2 separate regions of the Mus musculus genome follow, and region 1 is linked to region 2. Evidence: chromatin contacts called from public Hi-C data. All regions are on one chromosome and are shown on one strand. The core of a region is the stretch at or near the end of the contact, and the rest is flanking DNA. Distances in the headings are between cores, read along the strand shown.

Region 1 (3,633 bases), core at 749-3,248, 540 kb after region 2:
CACAGGGTTTTCTACCACTTCTATCTTGGTGTATGTCATTGTCTGATCTGATTACATTTAATACAATCTGACAGAGCAGGGATTGTGTGCTGTCATTTGCTGTTGTGACCTCAGTGTCCAGAATGGTGCAGATGTGGAACGGCCATGGTGAACAGCCACAGAAACAGAAAAGTGGAGCTAGGAGCTCTCAGCTCACTGGCAGGCTGCATGGGGGTGCCTGATCCAGAACACCAGTTTGACTGTGGTGATGCCTATCCCTGGTTGTCAACTTAACTACATCTGGAGTGAAGTACAATTCAGAAATGGAGGGTACACTTGTGATCCAGATCCTGAGACTAGAAGACACAGGCTTCTGACCTGGATCTTGACGAAGATCTTGGTAGATGGTGGCCATGTAAAGCTTAGGCCCAGGCAAGGTGGTACACGCCTTTAATCCCAGGAGATTGAGGCAAGGAGATTTCTGAGTTCAAGGCCAGCCTAGGACTAAGCAAGTTCCAAATCCAGGTGTGGTGGCACACACCTTTATTCTGGGCCAGACGTTCTGCTGGAAGCCTACACAAGGACAATGGAAGAAGGAAGACTCACCGCTCTTCACCTGCTTGCACTTACTGGCCAGCACATCTGTTGGAACCTGCTTCTTCAGGATTCCAGCTTATACAGAAGACCAGCTGAAACACCTAGCCTCGTGAAACAGAGCAACTACCAGATTCTTAGACTTCCCATTTACACCTGCCCATTGTTGGGTTAGTTGAACTGCAGACTGTAAGTCATTACAATAAATTCCCTTAATAGATAGAGACATTGCATAAGTTCTGTGACTCTAGAGAATCCTGACTAATACATGGCCACATTGCCAACCCCCCTGCTCTTTGTACACTGAGGAAGAGTTCCAGAAGCCCCTCCTGTGCACAGTGACCTGAGAAAGCAAGCACAATGGGGCATTCTTGTCAAGGACTGTCAGGGTAAACCAGGGGACCACATACCAACACACTGGATGCTGCTCTTGGGTCGTGTGGAGGAAGCTGGGCTGCCAGTTGGACCATGGACAGGGGCATAGTGGGTTAGGGGTCAGGTCTATAGCAATAGGATCTGTGAAAGGGACCTGGGAGCCTGACCGCTAACCCTGGAGGACTGGTTAGGGCTCTTGGGGCTATACTGTTTACTGTGCCAACAGAGAGAACATTGATTGCAGCATGCCCAGTGCTTAAAGAACTTTCAAAACTGAGAAGTGACTGGGGATATGTAGTTCAGAAAGCTGTGATCTCACTTGCTCTGGACTCCTGGGGTTCCTAGAGTTAGAGATTTCCTTCCTCCCTCCCTCCGTCCCTCCGTCCCTCCCTCCTTCCCTCCCTCCCTTCTGTTTCTTCTTTCTTTTCTCTTTCTTTCTTTCTTTCCTTCTTTCTTTCTTTCTTTCTTTCTTTCTTTCTTTCTTTCTTTCTCTTTCTTTCTTCCTTCCTTCCTTCCCTTCCTTCCTTCCTTCCTTCCTTTCCTTCCTTCCTTTCCTTCCTTCCTTTCCTACCTACCTTCCTTCCTTCCTCTTTCTTTCTTTCTTTCTTTCTTTCTTTCTTTCTTTCTTTCTTTCTTTCTTTTCCTTCCTTCCTTCCTTCCTTCCTTCCTTCCTTCCTTCCTTCCTTCCTTCCTTCCTTTCTTTCTTTCTTTCTTTCTTTCTTTCTTTCTTTCTTTCTTTCTTTCTTAGACTGGGAGTCTTCTGTGTATTTCCAAAACTATGTCAAGTTTGTAGTCTTCCTGTCTCAGTCTCGTGAGTGCAGAGATTACATGTGTGTAACACCATTATTTAGACTCTGCACTTGCTCATAGAAACACAGTCCCTCAGAGCTTCTTGAAATCCAGGAGGGCTGCTGAGGAGACATGGACCCCCTCCCCCCGAGGCTTGCTTTAGTATCCACCCCTACTCTTCCCGCTGCAGTGAAGAGCACCCAGGAGGCTGTCATTTTCTGTCTCGTCTTCGCTGAGACAAGTGTGCTCAGGGACCACACCCACCCACGCATGTGGGCGGCTCCGGTTTTGTGGCTTCTGGGAGTACACAGCCGCCAGGCTGCAGCCTTATATTTTCCTGGCTTTGTGATGTCAAAGATGACTCATTAGGTGGACGCTTGCTTTACTGATTAATCTTACTTAAGCACGTTGTAGTTTTCCCTGAAGCCTCGCTGGGAGCACCGGTTTTGCTACAATAGGAACGAAATCGCAGGCAGGTCCCTGGAGCGTTGCATCCTGCCGACTCCATTTCTTTGGTCCTCCACATTAATTTACTTCAAATGACACCAAGGGGCCAATGTATTGCACACATACCTTTGCTTGATGAAATTTTTTTTTGCTTTCGTTTCTAACCATTTGTATAAAAAGCTCCAGTTTCAGCTTGTTTAGACCTTTAGGCAGGGAATTGAACTCTTCCAAACCACTTCCAAATTGCTCCCACTCTGAAAACTTGCTGAGGCTGGCTTTCTCTCTGCTGGACCGAAAGCAGAAATTCTTTTATCAGTCAGAAAACACCACACAGCACACAGGCTGTGATTCCCAGTTCTCATGCCCTCCCTCATAAGGCTTTAAATCAGTGGCTCTCAACCTTCCTAACGCTGCGACCCTTTAATACAGTTCCTCATATCGTGCTGGCCCCCAACCATAAAGTTGTTTTGTTGCTACTTCATAATTATAGTGCAAATATCTGATATGCAAGACATCTGTTACATGCCTCCCTGTAAAAGGGTTGTTTGACCCCCAAAAGGGTCGTGACTCATATGCTGAGAAACCCCACTTTAAATATTTTAGTAAAACTGCGCTCCCTGGGCTGATGAGTTGTTTGAGAAGATTTCGTATCCTTTTCTCCAATATTGGTGATGCAGTTGGGGTTTCCCCTGGCTTCTGTACCCCAACTCCGGGTTCCAACCTGTGTCCTCGCCACAATGACTCATGGGCTAGAACAGCCAGTTACAAAAGGAAATGTTGTATTTCTCCAGTGAGATATGTCCAAGGGTGACTTTTGAGGAAAAAATGATCATGTCTAGACGGTAACTATTCTGGAGAGGAAGTCAGGCCGAGAGAGCAGTGGAGACCAGTCGGGAAGCTCAAAGGACACAGGAAACCTTGGACAAACCAGGGAAGCCATGAGGTGGATGAATAAGGGAGAGGCCCTTCTTAGAGGGCAGAGTCAGAGAATGTGCCACCTGGGCTGGATTCTGGAGGTCACACTCAGAGTGTGTCAGCTCTCCAGAGAATGGGGAACTAAGGACCTTTCCTTGCCATCCCTGGGGATTCTGGTTCTAGTGGCCTGAGGGGGGATGGGAATTTTTTTTTTGATGGTAGCAATAATAACAACTCAGATTTTATAATAGCTTTATACCAGCCATCGTCTTAAGAATTCATATCGAGGTGGTCCCTGATTTAGTGATTTTCAGCTTTATCCTAGTGCAAAAGCAATAAGTTATACTTCAGCTATTGATGCTGACTTTTTCTGGAGCTAACGGTGCACAATCCTGTATTTCTTTACTTTCTGGGCATAGCTGCCAGGCTCCATCGCATGAGTAAACCTCTGAGACTGTTCAGAACACTCAGTGGCTCAGCTAGGATGTTCATTCAGTATGTTAGCTACGCATGTTCAACTCGTGATGTCTTCTA
Region 2 (3,760 bases), core at 1,213-3,712:
TTGGGCCACTCCAAAGCATGGTGGTCTTAAGGCACGGAAAGGAGACTAGACAGGAATAACAATTGTCCCAGATTTGACTAGAACACACAGAACACAGATTCAGGCTGTTTTCGAGTGGATAGGACCCCATCTTCCATTGCAAGGGTGTGACTACTTTGAATCTGTGGCACAATGTGATGTAGGGAGTCAGCCCCCACTTTGAAAGGTATTTTATCTTACCTCTATGCTTCAAAAGAGACGCAAGCAACAGATACAAGATGTAACCCAGGAGCCTTGGACACCCAGGCGCATCCCTGAATGCATCCCCTCTCCTTACCATGCTCCCACTTTGCTCAACTTCTACTCTATGCATTTCACCACCTCCAACTCAGCCTGAATGCGTGATGCTTCTGCTTGACCCAGAAGTTGCTCCTCAAATCCTCAGTCTCCATCATCATGAATTCCTCACCACCAAATTGCTGAATCCTCATTGCTTTATGCTTTTGACACCTTGAGAGCGTGAAGCTTTTTGTTTTGTTTTTTATTAACATACAGGGAATCTTTTTAAGTCCTAAAATGATCCTAGACCCAAAGAAGGAGTGTGCCTAGCTCCAGTATCTAACTCCCATTCACTTCTGACTTTGATGTTGAAATTGTTTCCCACAGCTCTGCTAAGTCATAAATTTGGAAGATGGAGATGGAACACCCGGACCCAGGCCCCTGTAAGACTAGAGACTTTGTGAACAGACCAAATGAGCAGGAGCCCAGGTCCCCACGGCACCCACCACAGTTGTGCCAGCTCCCCTAACCTCCAGCACACATCCAGGGTCACAAGTTGGGCTCTGTAAGGACATGAGAAAGAAAAGAAAGAAAGTTCTGGCTGTTTTCATCTGGGTTGGCTTGCAGCACATGTACACAGGTCAAAAATGAGCAGTTGCCTTGTAACAAACACATCCAGGAACAGCTTAAAGAAGACAGCAACTGGTATAATTTCATCACTCTCAGAGGGTGGGGGGCAAAAGCAGGATGAGAGCAAATCTGAAGCTGCCTGGTTACCTAGGTCAAGGTCGTCCTGAGATGCACAGCAATACCTACTTCAAGAATACCCACATCAAGGACATAGCTCAGTGACAGAGGACTTGCTTAGGATGCCAGAGGGGCTGGGCTCAATCTCAGCATTGCCCTTCCCTTGTCAAGGAAAAAGTACTAGAAATGGAGAGTGGAATGGTGTTGAAGGTCCTCTAAGGTCACCGGGATCTTTCCTTTGTGCATGCCAGCCCTGCCATTTTCTCTGCTTGTCACTCCAGGCTGGCACAGAACACTCAGAGCTTCTGTCCTCCAAAGGCCTCCAAGGGACAGGCAGAAATTTCTCAAACCTCACTCACTCCCTGCATCTAGTGGTCAAGAGAGCAGGGCGAGGAGCAGAGGACATGGAAGCACACATACACAGTGACACACACACTCTCTCTCTCTCTCTCTCTCTCTCTCACACACACACACACACACGCACGCACGCACACACACACACACACACATGAACATACATGCACACTACACACACACAAATTATGCACATATAACACTCACATGCACATACACCACACACACACACTTGACACATACACGGTGCACACTCGAGAGACACACACATGTACACACACATACCACGCATGTCTTCCCATGATGGTGGAGGGGACATGAGAAATAATGGAAAAATAACTTCCATATCTGAAGAGGTGAGGAAAGGCAGACAGGACAAGACTGGGATGAGGAAGAACAGTGAGGTCGTGAGAATGAGCATTTCGGGCAATGTCTTGTGAGGTGAAAGCAGGGTCAGCAGAGACTGGAGGAAGCAGCAGAGAGGAGGGACCATCTCTTCTTAGAATCCTGCCTAGCTCTGCGTATTCACAATGCTGCAATGACTGAACACTTGGAATTAAAACAGTCAAGAACCAAATGGAGGCAGGATGGACCTGTGTGGGTGGTGGTGGGATGGACTTGTGAGCGTGGTGGGATGGACCTATGTGCATCGTGGCGGGATGAACGTGCACATAGTGGGTGGTGGCGGGATGGACCTGTGTGCGTGGTGGTTTCTTTCATCTCAGCACTCAGGAGGCTGAGGCAGGAGGATTGTGAGTTCCAGGCCAGCTGGGTTATACAGCAAAACCTTGTCAAAAGAAAACATAACTTTTAAGGTTAGTGGGATGGAGACCCCCCAAGGTGTGTTGATTAATAAAAATAACAATTAAAGTGAGTGTCAGCGTGAGAAGGCCAAGCAGACCAGCAAGATGGTTATCATTCAACACTTAAAATGCTGGCCAACTCAATTCTATTCAACAGAAGATGAAAAAGAAGGAGAGAGACTATAAAGGAGTACAAATGTATTAAAAATATTACCATCCACCAGTGTGAATCATGCCCACAGCAAGGTTAAAAGGCTCTATAGTAACTCCGTAGTAACTCTTGCACAAGCAGAGTGCATCCTGTCTGCCAAGCCTCTGCTAAGTGCTTCATTGGCATGATTCCATTCAAACCCCAAGCCCCTGGTAAGGTGCATCTGTCACCGTCATCTATTTATCAGATGAGGAAACTGTGTTCCAGATCCTAGCGGCCTAAGCAGGCAGCGTTGGGTGAGGCAGAGGAGTCGGATCCCCTGAGCCATTTGTTCTGTAACTTCACCGGCAAAGGAGCTCTTTCCACAAGACTCCAACCTATGGTGCGTATATGTTTAAACACAGTAGTGTTTGTGTAGAACAGCAGCAGCCAGTTTGGAAATATCAGGGGAAAGGACATTCTAGTCACCATGGCAACCAGAGTTATACATTAGTAAACAGTACACTTAAAAACAGCACAGGGAAAACACAAGATCTTTACTGAGAGGCAAAGAGAAAAATGCATGCATGGAGTGACATGCTGGATTAAAGCTTGGAGAAATGACTGTCCCACATTCCAAGTACCCTAGGGGTTTGCTGTGTAGCCCAGGCTGGGCCTCAAACTCAGCCTCTTCTGGCCTCAGCCTCCTGAGTAATGGAATTTTAAGATGTGCTACAATGTACACCTCTAAATTAGTATTTCTGTCAGTTCAACCACATGGGTAGTATTTATCTGTTTTGTAGCACTGGGATTTGAACTCAGGACCTCATCTTAGGAAAGTACTCTATCATCTGCACCATTACCCAGCCTTGAAATTATTCTCTTAAGAAAATTACCTAACTTCAGAATTTTATTATAGTAAATAGATCAGAGGGTCACATAAAACATTTTATTTGGAGTTAAATATGTTCTTTGCTGGAGCTCTCTCTCTCTCTCTCTCTCTCTCTCTCTCTCTCTCTCTCTCTGTCTCTCCTTCCCCTCTCTCTTGTTCTTTTAGCATAATAAAGGTAAGTGCCATGTGTTGAACTGGCTTTTATTAGAACACAGAAACATACTTGTAAAACTTTTAGGAATTTTGTGTGCTCGTTTATACATAGCTATGATTAAAAATTACATTATATGAACTGGGCTCAGTGGGTAAAGGTAGTGGCTGACGAGCCTGATGACCCAAGTTCAATCCCCAGGCATCTCCCGGTGACAGGAGAGAACGGGCTCCTGCAGGTTGTCCTCTAAGTTCACAAGCGTAGTGTGACCTGTGTTCACATAATAAAATAAACAAATGTTAGAAACTACCCCCAAACACCAACCAATGTTTGTGCTATTTAAAAATGATGGGTAATAAAACCATAAAGTCCATTTCCTTCTATTTTACTGCATTTTTCAAACTGTGTATGCTTTCAAGTTCATG

Evidence for each region. A called contact is a pair of places that touch in the nucleus more often than the background predicts.
Region 1: a contact with region 2 is called in a Hi-C map of the N1E-115 cell line, with 7 times the contacts expected there. The contact joins two enhancer-like sites. A contact is called at or near these places in 1 of 15 datasets of contacts at CTCF or cohesin (embryonic stem cells), 11 of 484 Hi-C or Micro-C datasets (B cells, the Ba/F3 cell line, the N1E-115 cell line and 5 more) and 1 of 115 datasets of contacts at active chromatin or transcription factors (embryonic stem cells).

Annotation. Positions count from the first base shown.
Region 1 is chr14:32,490,718-32,494,350 of GRCm38.p6, forward strand. No RefSeq gene overlaps it. Among named protein-coding and RNA genes, the nearest start is that of Ercc6, 21 kb to the right of the region's middle. Within about 2 kb of position 1,999, at least 40 of the 459 cell types and tissues checked have an H3K27ac peak or open chromatin away from gene starts, as enhancers often do. A contact at or near this core is called in the N1E-115 cell line, where this site is marked.
Region 2 is chr14:31,948,074-31,951,833 of GRCm38.p6, forward strand. No RefSeq gene overlaps it. Among named protein-coding and RNA genes, the nearest start is that of Gm41125, 6.4 kb to the left of the region's middle. Within about 2 kb of position 2,463, at least 4 of the 459 cell types and tissues checked have an H3K27ac peak or open chromatin away from gene starts, as enhancers often do. A contact at or near this core is called in the N1E-115 cell line, where this site is marked.